Regions from separate parts of the Mus musculus genome. Here all the other regions are linked to region 2. The links are chromatin contacts, called in public Hi-C and HiChIP or PLAC-seq maps. All regions are on one chromosome and are shown on one strand. The core of a region is the stretch at or near the end of the contact, and the rest is flanking DNA. Distances in the headings are between cores, read along the strand shown.

Region 1 (4,915 bases), core at 1,825-4,324, 42 kb before region 2:
CCCTGTCACCATCCTCCCTCTCCTGGATGGCCACTGGCAACCCCATTTTATAGATGAGACAACCAAGGCTGGGAAAAACCTAGGCCATGTATTCATGCCTCTGTGCTCTCAAATCCAGTATCCCTGCCCTGGAGCCCAAGCTCTCAGCCTTGTGGCTATGTGGCCAGCACTTGGGTCACTGCCTCCGCAGTCTGAGTGCTGAAACCGATGCTGAAGGATGGGTTGTGAGCTCCCCCCTGAGGCTCTGATGCCCCCTCTGCTATCTGGCTTTGAGACCTGGAGGTTGGAAGCTGGTGCCTGGGGTGGCAAAGGAGCCCCTGAGGACTATGGGAGGAGAGGCTGGGGTGACAGACAGAAGGCTTAGTGGGCATCTGGGATATGCATAAGTCTGCCACTGTCTAGGTACACAGTAAGTGATGGAGGTTGCCCAGCCTGGGCCCTTCCTCCAAGATGAGGTATTTTTCTTCATCTGCCTTGGCAGACCTCAGGCCTTGCCTGGCTGGCCATGCTGGGGAGGCTCCTGGGAGTGTTTGTAGGGAATGAGCTGGTTGTTTCTGTCAACCGTTGGAGCAGCCACTGCTGTACTTGGCATGGATCTGTCTGAGTTACAGTCCTCCTCCTCCTGCTTCAGGGACACCCAGCCCTCTGCTGCCCTTGACAGGACTCTTGCTGTCTGTGTGGTCTTGAGAAGTTGCCCTAACCCTGCTGACTCTTGGCTTCCTGAGAATGACCACCCAAAGGTTAGGCTGTCCAAGGACCAGCACCTCACGGTTAGTAGTCCTGAGCAGAGATACTCTGCTAGACTCTCCTCTCCATCCCTCTGGGAGAGAAACATCCATGGAGACCCTGCCTCCCAACATCCCTTAGCACACCCCCCCATTTCCCCTAAACCCCCAAGACAGATGGATGGGTGGAAGGGGAGGTGTTTTTAAATATATATGAGTGGGTGGATATATGGATGGGTAGATACATGGATGTGTGGATATATGGATGAGTGAATAGTGGATAAATGGATAGGTAGATGGAGGAATGGATGATTGCAGGAGGATGGATAGAGGAGTGTGTGGATAGATAGGTGGGTAGGTGGATGGAAGAATGGGTGGGTGGATGTATGAGAGGATGGATAGGGCAATGGGTAGGTAGATGGATGTGGGTGGAGGGGTGAATAGATGGATACTGAACAGGATAGGTGAATAGATGAATAGATGAATGGGATAGGTGGATAGATGATGAGATGGGTAGCTGGACAGATGAGTGGCTAAGAAGATGAATGAGTAGGCGGATGAGACAGGACAATGGGTGGGTAGATGGGTGAGTAGGTAGATGAATGGGTGAATGGGTGGATGTGTGGGTGGACAGGAGATGGATGGGTGGGTAGATGGGTGAATGGATAGATGAATGGTTGGGCAGATGGATTAGTGGGCAGATGGGTGAATGGGTTGATGGATGGGTGGGTGGATGGATGGGTGGGTAGATAGGTGGATGGATGGGTGGGTGGGTGGATGGGTGAGTGGGTGGACAGGAGATGGATGGGTGAATAGATGGGTGAATGGATAGATGGTTGGGGGTAGATGGATGGGTGGGTAGATGGATGGATGGGTAGATGGGTGGATGGGTAGATGGTTGGGGGGTAGATGGATGGGTGGATGGGTAGATGGATGGGTGGATGGATGGATGGGGATAGATGGATGGGGTAGATGGGTGGGGGTAGATAGATGGATGGGGTAGATGGATGGGTGGATAGGTGGTTGAGATAAAGGATAGAAAATGTAAGAAGACTGCTGGGCTGTAGGTTGAGAGACCCAGGGCTGTGCAGATCTACTCCTGATGTGTGTGTGTGTGTGTGTGTGTGTGTGTGTGTGTGTGTGTGTACCACGTGTGTGCAAGTGAGCATATTAGATTATGTGCACAGAGGTCTCACCCAGCTTGAGTAGCCAGCCTTCACGGTCGGGGTTAAAGAAGGTGTGAGTGAGGTCACCGCCATCATCCTCAGGGATGGAGAAGGGCTCACTCTTGATGCTGTCAAACAGGTTCTGCCGGAGAGAAGGAAAAGGATGGCTTCGGTCCACAGAGTACGGGGCCTGGACAACCTGACTTGGGTGCCCTTTGGCAAGTCAACTGTCTCCTGGGAAACCTACTCCCAGGCCATTCTGGTCACCCTTCCCCCAAGTCCCTGTCTCCTCAGGTGATTGGCCACACCCAGAGCCTTGTATGCTTTCCCCTGTGTTGCCCTTGGGCAGAGTAAGCAGTGTGGGTGCCTTAGGTTTATATATAAGGACCTGGACACACATGCCTACCCTCCCTGAGTACAGCAGCTGAAGTAGGGACTGCTTCGGGCAGGGTTCATGATGGGAGATGCCCCTCTTCTACTTAGGTAGACAGTAGAACCTTCTAGATGGCACATGCTGAGGTGAGGCTAGAAGAGGCCTAGAGGAGGAGGGGATTGAGTGCTCCAGGCTCAGAGGCCCAGTGTGGGGTGCTGACCACAGTGTCTATCTAGGGTGGGTTCTCACTGTAGGGATTGGGATTAAGAGGGTGGCCCATGAGCTGACTTCAGTCCTCTGTGGGTGACTCAGCTGCTTACACACGCAAGGAGTGACCCTGGAGGTTTGCAAGCCAGGGCTAAGATCGATCCTACCCTAGTGCGAGGTGTGGGTGCAGACCCACCGGAGTGTTTTGAATCTCCAGTGGGCACTGCACTCACCCAGCTGTGTGATTGAACCTATGGAGGTGAGGCTGGACCATCCTCCACCTCAACCTTTGTGTCCCCTCCCAATCTCACTGTGCTATGGGGGCGAGAGGAAAGTGGGGACCAACATTTTGGCTGGAGAAGGGGCAGGAGTGCATGGGGGTGAGGGTGGAAGAGGCCTTACCTTGGGGATCCCCAAGTGGCCTAGCTGGTGGAATGAGTGTCTGGGACAGGAAGGCCATAGCAGCAGCTGAGCTGTCAGCTCAGACAAGAATTAGGGAGCCCAAGGAGGCTGCAGGGCGGCAGACAGGGTTTCAGCCTCTGCTAAACCCACAAAGGGTACCTGAAAGTTTCTGCGGTCACGGTAGTGACATTTGTATTCTGCCTCACAGATACGGTGTAACACGCCTACACTTCCTGTGTTTTGAAAACACCCTGAAGCCCCTCTCTCTGAACAAACCACTGCATAGAGAACTTCGGGGCCCTGGGTGACCCTGCGCCCTGTTCCTAGGATCCCCCCCACTTCTCTCTCTCTTTTTCTTGTCTAGGTTACAGTGCGTTGGGTACCAAGCTCCATCCCCAGGTTCCAGGGAGGGAACCTCCATTTGGTTGTTTAGAGCCTTGTATCCTATGTGCTATAGTAACTAGTTTAGACAGAGGCATATGACCCCCGGCCAGTCAATAGGAATTAACTCCAGGAGTTTAGTTTTCCAGGAGAAGCTGACAGCCTGGCTCTACTTGGGTATCTCTGCAGTAGACAGGGTCTTCAAGATAGCCAGGGTGGCGGGTGGCCTTGATGCGACATGCGGTTCCTTCAAACCATCAAGCCTCTGGATCTAGCCACACCTGAAGCCAACAGTCTGAGGGAAAGGGATCCCTGTTCTTTTCAAATCAATCAATCGATCGATCAATCAACCAATCAACCAATCGTATGCATGTTTGTGTGAGGGCACTGGATCCCCTGGAACTGGAGTTACAGACAGTTGTGAGTTGTCATGTGGGTGCTAGGAATTGAACCGGGGTCCTTTGGAAGAGCAGTCAATGCTCTTAACCACTGAGCCATCTCTCCAGCCCCATCCCTGTTCTCTCCAGTGATACGAGTTGTGATTCTCCCAGCCAGTGTGGCAGGACAGGAAGGCATGAAGAAAGAGGTATCAAGACTTACATATAAGAGACAAGCAGGAAGGCTCCGTGGGTAAAGGCCCTTGCTGCCAAACCTGATAACCTGACTTGGAGTCTTTGGAAGGAGAGAACCAGCCCCTGTGAGTTGACCTCTGACCTTGACATGGATAGAACCCACAGGGGACAAACCTCCATTTCCAAACGTTAGAGAGGACACTGCTATGTGAGGGACCCAGGAGGGTGAGCACTGTGGACCCTCAGCTTTTGACTCTCAGTCCTGCCCTGGCTCTCTAGGCCTCCTCCCTTCTCAGAGATGCCTTTTTCTTCCTTAGTAAACTCTATTTCCATCACTGCCCATTCGTCCCTGGTTCAGTTCTTTGTTTTAGGACATGAGAGCCCGGACACCTCAGTGGGTGTCCTTTGGAACCCCGCATCTGTGACAACAGAGGTAGCATGCTCAAGCCCTCTCTTCACAAAGCCTTAGTCTTTGCAGGAGGCAGTCACAGCTTAAGCTGCGACTCTCCTATCACAAACACGATGCCTCAGGTCAGCTAACTCTAGTGGCACCCTGTGACCTTAGCTTGACCCTGGGGACAGGGGTGGGTGGGAAGAAACAGTGACAGCATCCCTAGGACACTGCCTGCTCCGGCAGAGCTGTCATTCATCTCCTGCCCCTACCTCTGCACCTAGAACCTTGTAAGTGCTCGGTCCCAGCCTGCCTGTCCCCTACATCCACCATATACCTCCCATAGCCCATCCTACAAGCATCCGCTCCAGGGTTAGGTGACCTTGGGCCTTGGGGGCATGTCTCTGTGTAAATTCACTTCTGTCTCTTGGTGTACCTAAAAGCATTTTGTGGCTTCTTTGGCAGTTGAGCAGCAGTGGTCCACGGAGGATGAAGAGACAGTATGGCACTGGGTTCTTGCTTTTTTAAAAAAATGTTAAAACGAGGTCCAGGAGAAGGTGAGAGGAGCCTGGGTCCCTGTGGCTTCCTGTGAAAACCTGGGATGGCTCTCAGTAGGCCTGGGTGCTCTAGAACACCACTGGGGAAAATTTGAAATCACTACCCACTCCCTGTGAGCTCTGCTTACTCCTGCCCGAGGG
Region 2 (4,999 bases), core at 1,177-3,676:
GAAATTCAATTTGAGAATTATTAGCTACAGTAGTGCTGAGAGTAATAAGGAAGCAAGAAGTGAATCTTTTGAGAAAGGTGCCTGACCTTTCTGGGAGGAAATGGTAAAATTTTATTGAAAGATATAAAGGAGAAGGTGAAGATGCTAACAGGCAGACAGAATGACTATCACAAGGATGTCAGGTCCCTACTCGCTGCTGCAGGTTGAACGCAGGACAGCCCAGGACTCTTATGTCATTTGCTTGAGCTTATTCCACAGTGTAGATGGAAGAGCAGAGATTCATCAAACACTAGAACAATCCTGAAGGAATGTAAGAGAGGCACGTTTCTCCTAGGCTTGGAGCTGGGGTAACTGAAGCAGGCTTGTGTCAGCCCCTGGGTGGATGGGAGGACTAGCAGAGAAAGGGGCCAAGGTTTGGTTTGCAGGTGACAGTCTTGGTCCACGAGGCTTCTTGACTGCCCATTCACTGGGAAAAGATAGGTAGAACTTTGTTTAATAGATGGCACTCTGGGATGATGGTCTGTGTCCATTGTCAGCACGACAGAGTCACCTGGGAGAAAGACATCTGGAGCACATCGATTTGAGGTGGGAAGATCAGCCCACTGTGGGTGGCACCATCCTGTAGGCTGGGAAACTGCATTGTGTTAAATGAAGAAAGGATCTGAGCAGCAATGCGCTCATCGTTGTTTCCTGATTGTGGGCAACCAGCTGCTCCAAGCTCCTGCTACTCTGACGACTTCCCCACTGTGATGGATTCTAACCTTGAACCATGAACCAGAATAAACCCTTTCTCCCTTCTGTCGCTGTGGTCGGAGTATTTTTTTTTCATAGTGATAGGAATAGAAACTAAGAAAGCCCTAGAGAAATCAAATCAACATCTCACAAAACCTACTAGCAGCCCCTTTGTCATCTAAAATCCACTCTGTGTATCAAGGTCACTGTCTGTAGACAGAAACTGTACACACTTTGTAGAATATCTTTGTGAAATTGCATAGGAATGCTTAAGAAAGAATCACTCAAAGAGTATCAATCATTAGGGAAGAAAAATTAAAGTTGACCACATACAAATAAACCTTTATAAATATCACAGCTTCAAAAAAAATAATTCCACATACTGGAAATGAACTATGAAACGGTTATAGCAATTCACACTTGAAAAATCAAACACCGAACTTCTCCAAATAAATATGAGGGGAAAAAATACTCCAGTAGAGAAATGGACAAATACACAAATAGTAACTTGTGTAATAGGAAACCCAAAAGTCCAATAAACAACTAAAAACACAAATGCCCAACAAAACACCTGCAAACACAAACACCCAACCAAACACTTATAAACACAAATGCCCAACACAAGGCGAGTGTAGTTGATATCATCAAAACGGCAAGAAGCCTACGACAGTTTGTAGGTAGGATTTTCGGTTTGGAGTGGTTTCCCAGCTAGGATCTTGCTGTATCGCTCGATGGCTCTGGCTGCCTTGGAACTCTCACTCTGAATCCTGGACTCAAGCTCCCAGCAATCCCTTTGTCTCAGCTTCCTGAAAGCTTAGATTGCACCATGCTGTGAGAAGGTTTGGACTTGCCAAACTTCTACCAGCTTGCTCTACTGCATCTGTCCCTGACTCTTCCTCCTCCTCCTCCTCCTCCTCCTCCTCCTCCTCCTCCTCCTCCTCCTCCTCCTCCTCCTCCTCTCACTCCTCCTCCTCCTCCTCCTCCTCTCACTACTCCTCTTCTTCCTTCTCTTCCAACTCCTTCCCTTTTCCCTATCCTCCCTCCTCTCCTTCCTCCTCCTCCCCCTTTTCCTCCACTTCCTCCCCTCCCAATTTCCCCCCTTCCTCCCCTTCCTCCTTTTCTCCCCTCTCCTCTACCTCTTCCCTTCTCTCTTTCCCTCCCCCTCCTTTGCCTTCTCTCTACACACTGGCCCTTGCTTAGGCAGCACCCCCCCCCCCCGGGCCAACTTTGTTTGACATCACACGTCATAGCCACCAGTTTTCCCTGCTGGTGACTCTGAGGTCACTCTGTAGCTCTCCCTTGGCCCATGTCTCCTGCCTTGCTCACAGCACCTGTGGTGTGGTTTGCCTTCTCTACAGAGCAGGAACTCCAGGACAACCTGGCTTCCTGCATTTTAGAGTCACCAGCTCCCAACACAATGCCTGATACACAGTAGGCACTCAAGTGTTTGCCCATGGGAGTCAGGCCAACTGACTTCTTGGAGGATGCAGATTCTTCGAGAGCAACTTTGTCCCTGCCCTGGCTTAGGAAGTGAATCTTCAATTCTCTAGGGTGCCTGGGTTCCCTTTGGAGCCTAAGTCAAGTGCCCTTGGTGGCCTGGGCCCAACCTAGCACCTGTGGGGCCCCAGGTCCTCTTCCAGACCGCATGCTCCACCCCCTCAAGGCTGTGGGGCAGCAGCTTGGGTAAGTTCCTCTTCCGTTTCCTCCCGCCTCTTGAGCTGGGGTGCTGCTCCTCACTGCCGGGTACCTCCTAGCCACTCCATACCACTGGTGTCCACAGCAACGCTCCTGGCCCCCAACTGTCATCCCTGGCTGCTGGGCCTCAGATGCAATGCAGGCCATCAAGTGTGTGGTGGTGGGTGATGGGTAAGTACCTGGCTGAGTTGTCTCCCACCCCTACCAGGATGCCTCTGAGATCCTCCCTGGTACACCCACAGATTCAGGGCTCCCAGGAGGTTCTGGGGAAAGTCGCTTCCTTTCCTTGTAAGGGCTTACAAGGAACATTTGGGGTGGGTCTGGACTGCTCCCTGTCCTTCAGCCTACCCCACTCCGGAAGCTACTTGGGTGGAGGGCCTGGACTGTGGGTGGGGTGCTGCTATTTGCCTGTACCCTGAGAGCTGGGACAGGGCTCCTACCGGGCCAGCATCAGTTCAGGGTACAGGTACGAGGAGGGAAATCAGCAGCTTGCCCTTCGGACCTTTGTTTCCCAGGCTGGCCCAGGCTCTAGTTGCTGTCTTGCTGGGCCTAGGGGACTTCTGGCAATCTCCAAGCTTTCTGACTCTCAGTCCAGCCTCTGCTCTTAAGGACTCCAGAGGGCAGGCTGGCTGCAGCCCTGCTAAAGTCTGATAGTCATTGTCAGATCTTGGGACCACAGGCTCTCATAACCCAAGGCCTGAGTTTCTTCATGTGTCTCCCATATATTCCGACACATTAGGGTGCAGTCCTCAAGTCTATCTTGGGTCCCGCTAGATCCATCCTCACATGTACTAGACAGCCATCTTCAGTTCGAAACGGGGAGGGGCTGAGGCCTGGAGACCTTTCCTGGCTTAGGTCCCAAGGTCACACACACTTTGGCTCTGCTGGTGGCATAGGCTATCTACCTCCTCAGCTGACTAGGTCCGACTTGGTCGCTGCTGCAGCCGCCACCGCGCTAGGGTGTCAGCCGTTATCTGTGGCAGCTGCTCTGCTCACTTCTGCTTTGTGTCTGATCTGGGGGAGGAGGGGGCGGACACGGAGGGCCGGAAGTCAATGATTCTATGCATTCAAAGTTACCTGGGTGGCAGGCTGGGGCTTGAGGGCAGAGGTTTAGGGGGCAGGGACAGCAGAGCAACCTCCTCGAGTGGGAAGTGACTTAACGGAATTGTACTGGGGAAGGCCCGGAGCTGTCCCTCTGGCCTCTCAGCTTCCTGCTGAATGACCTGGGTGACCTCCCAGCTTGGCAGGGAGATAGCTTAAATGGTGGTCATCTCCATTTATCCCATTTCTCTTTTGTATGTGGTCACCGGGCTGTGGCTCTCTGTATGATCTGTCTTCCACCAACCCTACTTACCATCACAGAGTTCGTTTTACAGGTGGGAAAGACCAAAACTCCGAAAAGTTACATAACCTGCCTTGGAGGCAGAGGATTTGAACCCAGGCCCCTCTGACTTCAAAGAGGGGCGATGGGCAGTCCCTAACAGTCATTAGTTGGTGCCACTTCTATGGCACCGGGTTCAGTGTCTTAGAAGTATCAGTTATTTTACTGGGAAGATGGGCTTGTCCTTGTTGTCTACATGGGGAAACTGAGGTACAAGGTGCTTAGGTGACTTGCAAAGTTGTGTAGATGGCAAATGATGGAGGCAGGATCTGAAGCTTAAGAGAGACACGTGACAGTCTTACCCAGCTCTCCAGGGTCCTCTGTTCGGCCCCATGGTCATCTGTGCCTATCACCTGTATCCCACACACTGGTACATGTACAGTACTGGAGTTCTCCTCAGATGTGTGGCTCACACCCATGGCTAAGACTGAAGTCAGGTTCTTTATGGGCACTGCACGGGGTAGAGCACACTGGTATGGGGTGTCTGGGATTGGGAGACTGGAGCCTGAGTACAGTTCCCGCCTCCCCTTCATCTTGACCTTGGTGAAGGGGAGCTATGACCTTGGTCTCTCCTGCATCTTGTCTCTTGTCTTTCAGAGCCGTGGGCAAGACGTGTCTTCTCATCAGCTACACCACCAACGCCTTCCCTGGAGAATACATCCCCACTGTGTGAGTGGCTTCTTGGGGGCTGTCCCCTGTGGGGGCCTGAGACCAAGTAGGCTGGTAAGGCTAGAGAGACTCTCCATTGTGGGGAAGCTGGCTGGTGATCCGACATGCAACGCAGTGACTTATGCTAAGTCTTAGAATGTATGCTAAGGAGGCAGAGGCTCCAGAAGGCAGAGGGACTGTGGGGTGGGAAGGCGTAAAAGGACAGGAAGGAATATGTCCTTCAAGCCAGCCAGGAGGAGAAAGAGGGGTGGAGATGGGCTATGGAGGTGAGGGAGGAAGAGTACCTCAGAAACTTAGCAGCAGTGTCTGGGGACCCGTGTGCTGGGGTGGGCACAGTGCTAGCTGTGGTCTGTGGGAAGCCTATCTTCTGGTGCAGGATGTAGCCATCCGCTCCCACATGATACACAAGGAGTCCGCAGGTGTCAGAAGAGTCTCAGAGCATCCCCATACTCACAGAGCAGCTCCCCAGCTTCCTGCATAGATTTCAAGCTCTTCAAGTATCCCCCAATCTTCCCTTCTAGA
Region 3 (4,870 bases), core at 2,184-4,683, 57 kb after region 2:
ATACACACTCACACACACATACTCTCTCTCTCACACACACACACACACACACACTCATACATACACACACATACTCACATCATACACACACACACATACACACTCACACACACATACTCTCTCTCTCTCTCTCACACACACACACACACACACACACACACACACACACACACCTCTGGTTAAGATGGTGTTATTGAGGCTTTGCCTCTGTTTAAGTCTGAGTACTTGAGAGCAGCTCCTGAACTCTCTGTGCCTCAGTTTCTCCATCTGTACAACAGGATGCATACAGGAACTATTGCAGGTGTTAAAGTCAAGCAAAAACCTGGGACACCCTCTGTGGCACTTTATTCTGAGGCACATGTGTCTTTATAGCCGTCTCCCAGAGGAAGCCACCATGAAGCCACAGACTGCTCTCTTCCCTCCCCTCTGCCCACTGGGTTTGCAGCCACAGTCTACACCTGTGACGTCACAGGGCCCATCTGTGTGCAAAACACAAGGTATTTTCTCTGGTGGCCTCTGGTCTGCAGTGGGGAGATGCTATGTAGGTCCCTGCAGCAGCCTTCCTGGGCGAACAAGGGCTAAAGATAGAAGCTCGTGTGGAGGGGCTGGCATACAGGCAGGGGAAATGGCAGATTACTTCCAGGGCATTTGGGGTCAAGACAGGGAGCAGAGAATCGGAAGGACCCGGAAGTGGGGGCGAATGTGGTTGGCAGCTGTTAAGGTTTGAATCCAAGTCAGCCCTCATGGCTCAAGTTTTATAAGCTCATTCCCCACAGCGTGGTGCTATTTTTTGAGGCTGTGGGGCCTCTAGGAGGGGTGCTGAGCGGGCAGAAGCAGGTCATTAAGGATGGACCTTTGAAGGTCCATAGGACCTGTGTTTCGAGTCATATTCTCCATTGTTTCTCTGTGATGTGAGCAGCCTCTTCCACCCACTCCTGTCACCACGACCGACCCGAGGCCCTCCACCACAGCGACCTAACCTTGATGGACATAGGTCCTCTGCAACCATTCCCTGAGAGGGGCCCTTCCTCCTTTGAACTGCAGCAGCCTCTGGGCACATATCTTGCGCTGGGCAGTGTTAGAGGAATTATAAACCACCGGGAAGAGGCACATGGCTGGGCGTCCCCACAGGCCTCTCAGCCACGCATCCAGGATCCGAGTTGTCCTTTCTTAGAGGATGGACATCTGGATGAGGTGACTACCAGAGGTCAGGGTAAGGTTCTAAAGGAGGCCTCGAGGCTAAAAGGCCAGCTGGAAATTTTGCTTGGACACTTAGGCTGAGCGCAAGGACTGACACATGTGGGCAGGAAGGGAGGGCAGGGGCTGCTGCTTGTGCAAAGGCCCTGGGGCTGTCCCTTTGGCCGCCATTTCCAACAAGACTTTTTTTTTTCTCCCCTTGAGCTAAGAGGAGTTAACTGCTTTCCCTCACAGCCACAGCTGGGATAACCTTCATTAATATACTGTGGTCCACCCTCCCCCACAAACGTGATGCTGCTTGACAGGTGGCATCGGACAGACAACAGGTCATTTCTTCTCTGCTACCATAGCTTCTTCAGTCGTGTGCTTCCTGTTCCCCAGACAGTATTCTCTTTTCCTCCATGGCATTGGCCTTCTCCTGGCATCCCTCAGACCCTCACATCTGGCATCTCCTTCTTACTTCATCCCTACCAGACCACATGCCAGACCTGCCATGGCAGGTGTCTGTTTGGCCCATGGCCTCTTCCTTCTCCCCTGCCCCCCTTCTTTCCCTTTCTTCCTCATTTTCTTTCATGGGTCTGGGGAATCAAACTCAGGACCTCAGATTACTTCCAGGGCATTTGGGGTCAAGACAGGGAGCAGAGAATCGGAAGGACCCGGAAGTGGGGGCGAATATGGTTGGCAGCTGTTAAGGTTTGAATCCAAGTCATGACCTGAGCCCTGAACCGTATAAGGGTGAAGAAAGTGAACCCTAGCATAAACAACACAAGCAAACAGGCAGCACTGGCTGTCCGTTTCACTCTGCTCTTGGCTGTGGGTATGATAGGAGGCAGCTGTGAGCTCCTGCTTTGATGTTCCCGGTGATGACAGACTGTAACCTGGAAATTATAAGTTTAGTAAACCCCTTTCTCCTCCAAGTTGGGGGTGTTTTATCACAACAACAGACATGAGATTAGACCCCTAGGGGAGCCCTCCCCACTGAGCTACACCCAGCCTAGTTCATTCTATAACTGTAGCCCCTTTAGTAGCGATATGTCAGACACCTTTGTACCTAATCTAACACCCTTGTATCTATCAGGTAAAGCTTAGAATGTATGGACTTTAAAAGACCACTGGCTTCCACCGGCCTCAAAGTTGACAATGCCATCTGACGACTCTTAAAGCCCACAGTAATGGCCACCCCCACACCCTTTGCTGTAACCTGCGGCCCCATGCCCTGCAATCGAGATGTGTTCTAAGGGTCTTGAGTTATGACCCTTTCCTTTGTTCTGTGACTTATAAGTGCTCATGTACCCAAATGGAACATGTCAGTTGGGGCAAAGTGACTCAGTGTCCTGGGGCCTGGGGCCACTCATACTTTGTTCAGAATATACTCTGTCTTCTTCTCTTTGAGGTGGGACCTGTTTTTGCTTAACGTTAGTAAACACATGCAGAATGACCCAGGAGGAGTCCTGGCATTGAGGAGGGAAGCCAGAGGATGTGTGCGTAGTCCAATCCAGCCTCAGAAAGCGCCCTCCTCTCCCAAGATCATATAGATAAAGGCTACATTATATGGGCTAAGCAGACTAGTCTGTATGTTTAGGAATGTGAGCCTCTTTGTGTAACAATAAAGAAAAACTGGTAAAAGCCATCCAGCCTGCATGCTGTCCAACATCCTCCTGACCAACAGGAAGGATGCTTCCAGACTATGCAGGACTTCCTTGGGTGCGTGGTAGGCACGTCAACCACTGTGGTCACTTCCTCTTCAAGGAGACCATAGTGAGGGCTGGAAAGCCACAGGCTTCTTATGCAGAGGATCAGAGGGCGTGGTCCAGCCTGTGGCGGGGGTGGGGTGGGGTGCATTGGTGGGGGTGTAGGGGTGTGGGGGTGGGTGGGCTGGAAGGCTTTACATCAGCAGCCTCCCCTTGAAAGACAAGATGAGAAGGAGGGCTCAGATGTGGTCCCTTAGAGGAGCCACACCCACAGAGTCCTGTCAGCATGACGGCGTAAGCATGATCTAAACAAGGAACACACCAGAGAACATTTTCTAAGGACAAAATTGTAGCCCCCCCCCAAAATGATTTTTTTCCCTGTCGGTTTAGCTTATTAAAGTCTTGAGAGGTTTAGAATCAAGTCATATGGATTTAATATTTCTTTCTACCAGGGCTGTCACAAAAATCTAGGCCAAGGGACGCTGCACCGATGCTGCGATGCTGCCGCCTTCATTATAATTTCCATATGTTTCCCCCCAGTGCTAAGAGAACTCCTTGGTTAGCATGCAAATTCTTCACACCCCAGTTGTTCCACGGGACTCGGTGTGGAGCTGCCTGAGAGACCATCAGATTCTTTCTGGGACAAGGGAAGGATCAATAGATTCCTCTTCAGCTTGTAGTCAGCTCATCTGTTCATCTGTCCACTCATCCATCCATCTGTCCATCCATTGATCTGTCTGTCCATCCATCCATCCGTCTGTCCATCCATCCATCTGTCCATCTGCCTGCCCATCTTTCCATCTGTTCATCTATTTACCTCTTTCCTCTTTCTTTTTATCTTCCTTTCTCATTCCTTCCTTCTTTCCTTTGTTCTTTTCCTCCTCCCTCCCTTTCAGCAGGGATAGCGGGAGCATCTATGCCTGGCTTTAGGTTCTTGAAAAGATGTGGGGCCCATAGACCTTAACCTATGAACTTGAGGCACACCGAGCAGGTCCACCTACTAGCACCAGATCCATTAGATGCTGGAGTGAAAGGCAAGTGAGATCAAGCAGGAAGTTGTTGGTGTTAATAAGGTTGGGAGGAACCAGGGCCAGGGTGAGGATGGATGCCAGATGTAGACAGGAAGGCTTCACGGACAGGGTGTTTGGAAGGTCAGAGTTCACATCCTGCCCTGCTGTGTGAACTAAGAATGATAGCTGCCCTCTCTGAGCCCAGGTCTATCATCTAGGTCCCCAGCAGGCTGGCTTTTTGTCGTTCTGGTCACTTCTTGCTGATTGGTACTGCCTGGAAACCAGGATGGAGCTCACACTGCCCTCTGGTGGCAACTACAGGTATCGGCCTGTGTGTTTTATCTCATTTTCTCTTAAAGGAGTTAGATTACCTTTAGTGTACAAAGTCCTCAGGCAGAAGTGTCACAGGTGAGCGTTTGGGGTAAGAAGGGACAGAAGAATGTAAAGAGCATGTGTTAGCCTCACTGCCCAGGCAGGAAGCACAGGTTCTGTTATAACACACCGGGTTCACTGCAGGTGCCTGGAACACACTGCTCTACATGTGTGCATGGTAACCGCAGCCTTCTTCCCAGCAGGAGCAGTCAGGAGTCAAGAGACCCTTCCAGTTCAGTACAGAGAAGGGTCCCTCATCAGCTATGGCAGCACTCCAAGAAACCAGAACTCCAGAAATCTGAGAGCGTGGGGACCCTCTGCTGTCCCAGAGGACCTCTGACTCCTGCTGGAAAGAGTTCCCCAGCCTTCTGGACACACATGCTGCAAAGAACACACACACACACACACACACACACACACACACACACACACACACACACACACACACACCATGAACTCCTCACAGCAGCGTGGTCCTTCCAGGAAAGGTGGGGGCTGGATCAGGGCTGGACTTGGGAAAGAAGGAAGCTCCAGGTGTCATCTTTAGTCAGCGAGGCTTGCCTGCTGTGTTGCTTTGCCTCTTTCTGTCTCTTTTCCAGC

Evidence for each region. A called contact is a pair of places that touch in the nucleus more often than the background predicts. HiChIP or PLAC-seq counts read pairs in DNA pulled down with a chosen protein or histone mark.
Region 1: a contact with region 2 is called in a Hi-C map of CD8 T cells, with 2.1 times the contacts expected there. The contact joins the enhancer-like site here to the promoter of Rac2 in region 2. A contact is called at or near these places in 15 of 39 promoter capture datasets (the 3T3-L1 cell line, 3T3-L1-derived adipocytes, the C10 cell line and 11 more), 4 of 15 datasets of contacts at CTCF or cohesin (CD8 T cells, the NIH/3T3 cell line, large pre-B cells and 1 more), 66 of 484 Hi-C or Micro-C datasets (the 63-12 cell line, the AML12 cell line, the AtT-20 cell line and 48 more), 13 of 115 datasets of contacts at active chromatin or transcription factors (CD4 single positive thymocytes, CD8 T cells, the HPC-7 cell line and 9 more) and 3 of 9 other capture datasets (adipose tissue, liver and pancreatic islet).
Region 3: an H3K27ac HiChIP or PLAC-seq map of CD8 T cells shows a contact between it and region 2, with 11 times the contacts expected there. The contact joins the enhancer-like site here to the promoter of Rac2 in region 2. A contact is called at or near these places in 8 of 39 promoter capture datasets (the C10 cell line, the HPC-7 cell line, cranial neural crest and 5 more), 6 of 15 datasets of contacts at CTCF or cohesin (CD8 T cells, the G1E-ER4 cell line, the NIH/3T3 cell line and 3 more), 65 of 484 Hi-C or Micro-C datasets (the AtT-20 cell line, B cells, CD4 T cells and 39 more), 13 of 115 datasets of contacts at active chromatin or transcription factors (the 230-238 cell line, CD8 T cells, the HPC-7 cell line and 8 more) and 4 of 9 other capture datasets (adipose tissue, liver, macrophages and 1 more).

Annotation. Positions count from the first base shown.
Region 1 is chr15:78,612,835-78,617,749 of GRCm38.p6, reverse strand. Cyth4 (cytohesin 4) reads right to left here. Exons shown (of 13, transcript NM_028195.3): 9 at 1,922-2,033. Among named protein-coding and RNA genes, the nearest start is that of Gm52186, 5.5 kb to the right of the region's middle. Within about 2 kb of position 3,074, at least 24 of the 459 cell types and tissues checked have an H3K27ac peak or open chromatin away from gene starts, as enhancers often do. A contact at or near this core is called in CD8 T cells, Th1 cells, Th17 cells and 6 more, where this site is marked.
Region 2 is chr15:78,570,210-78,575,208 of GRCm38.p6, reverse strand. It overlaps Rac2 (Rac family small GTPase 2), which reads left to right and starts at 2,426. Exons shown (of 7, transcript NM_009008.3): 1 at 2,426-2,598; 2 at 4,406-4,477. The coding sequence starts at 2,564. It overlaps Gm36738 (predicted gene, 36738), which reads left to right. Exons shown (of 2, transcript NR_155437.1): 2 at 537-798.
Region 3 is chr15:78,514,079-78,518,948 of GRCm38.p6, reverse strand. No RefSeq gene overlaps it. Among named protein-coding and RNA genes, the nearest start is that of C1qtnf6, 13 kb to the left of the region's middle. Within about 2 kb of position 3,433, at least 28 of the 459 cell types and tissues checked have an H3K27ac peak or open chromatin away from gene starts, as enhancers often do. A contact at or near this core is called in CD8 T cells, where this site is marked.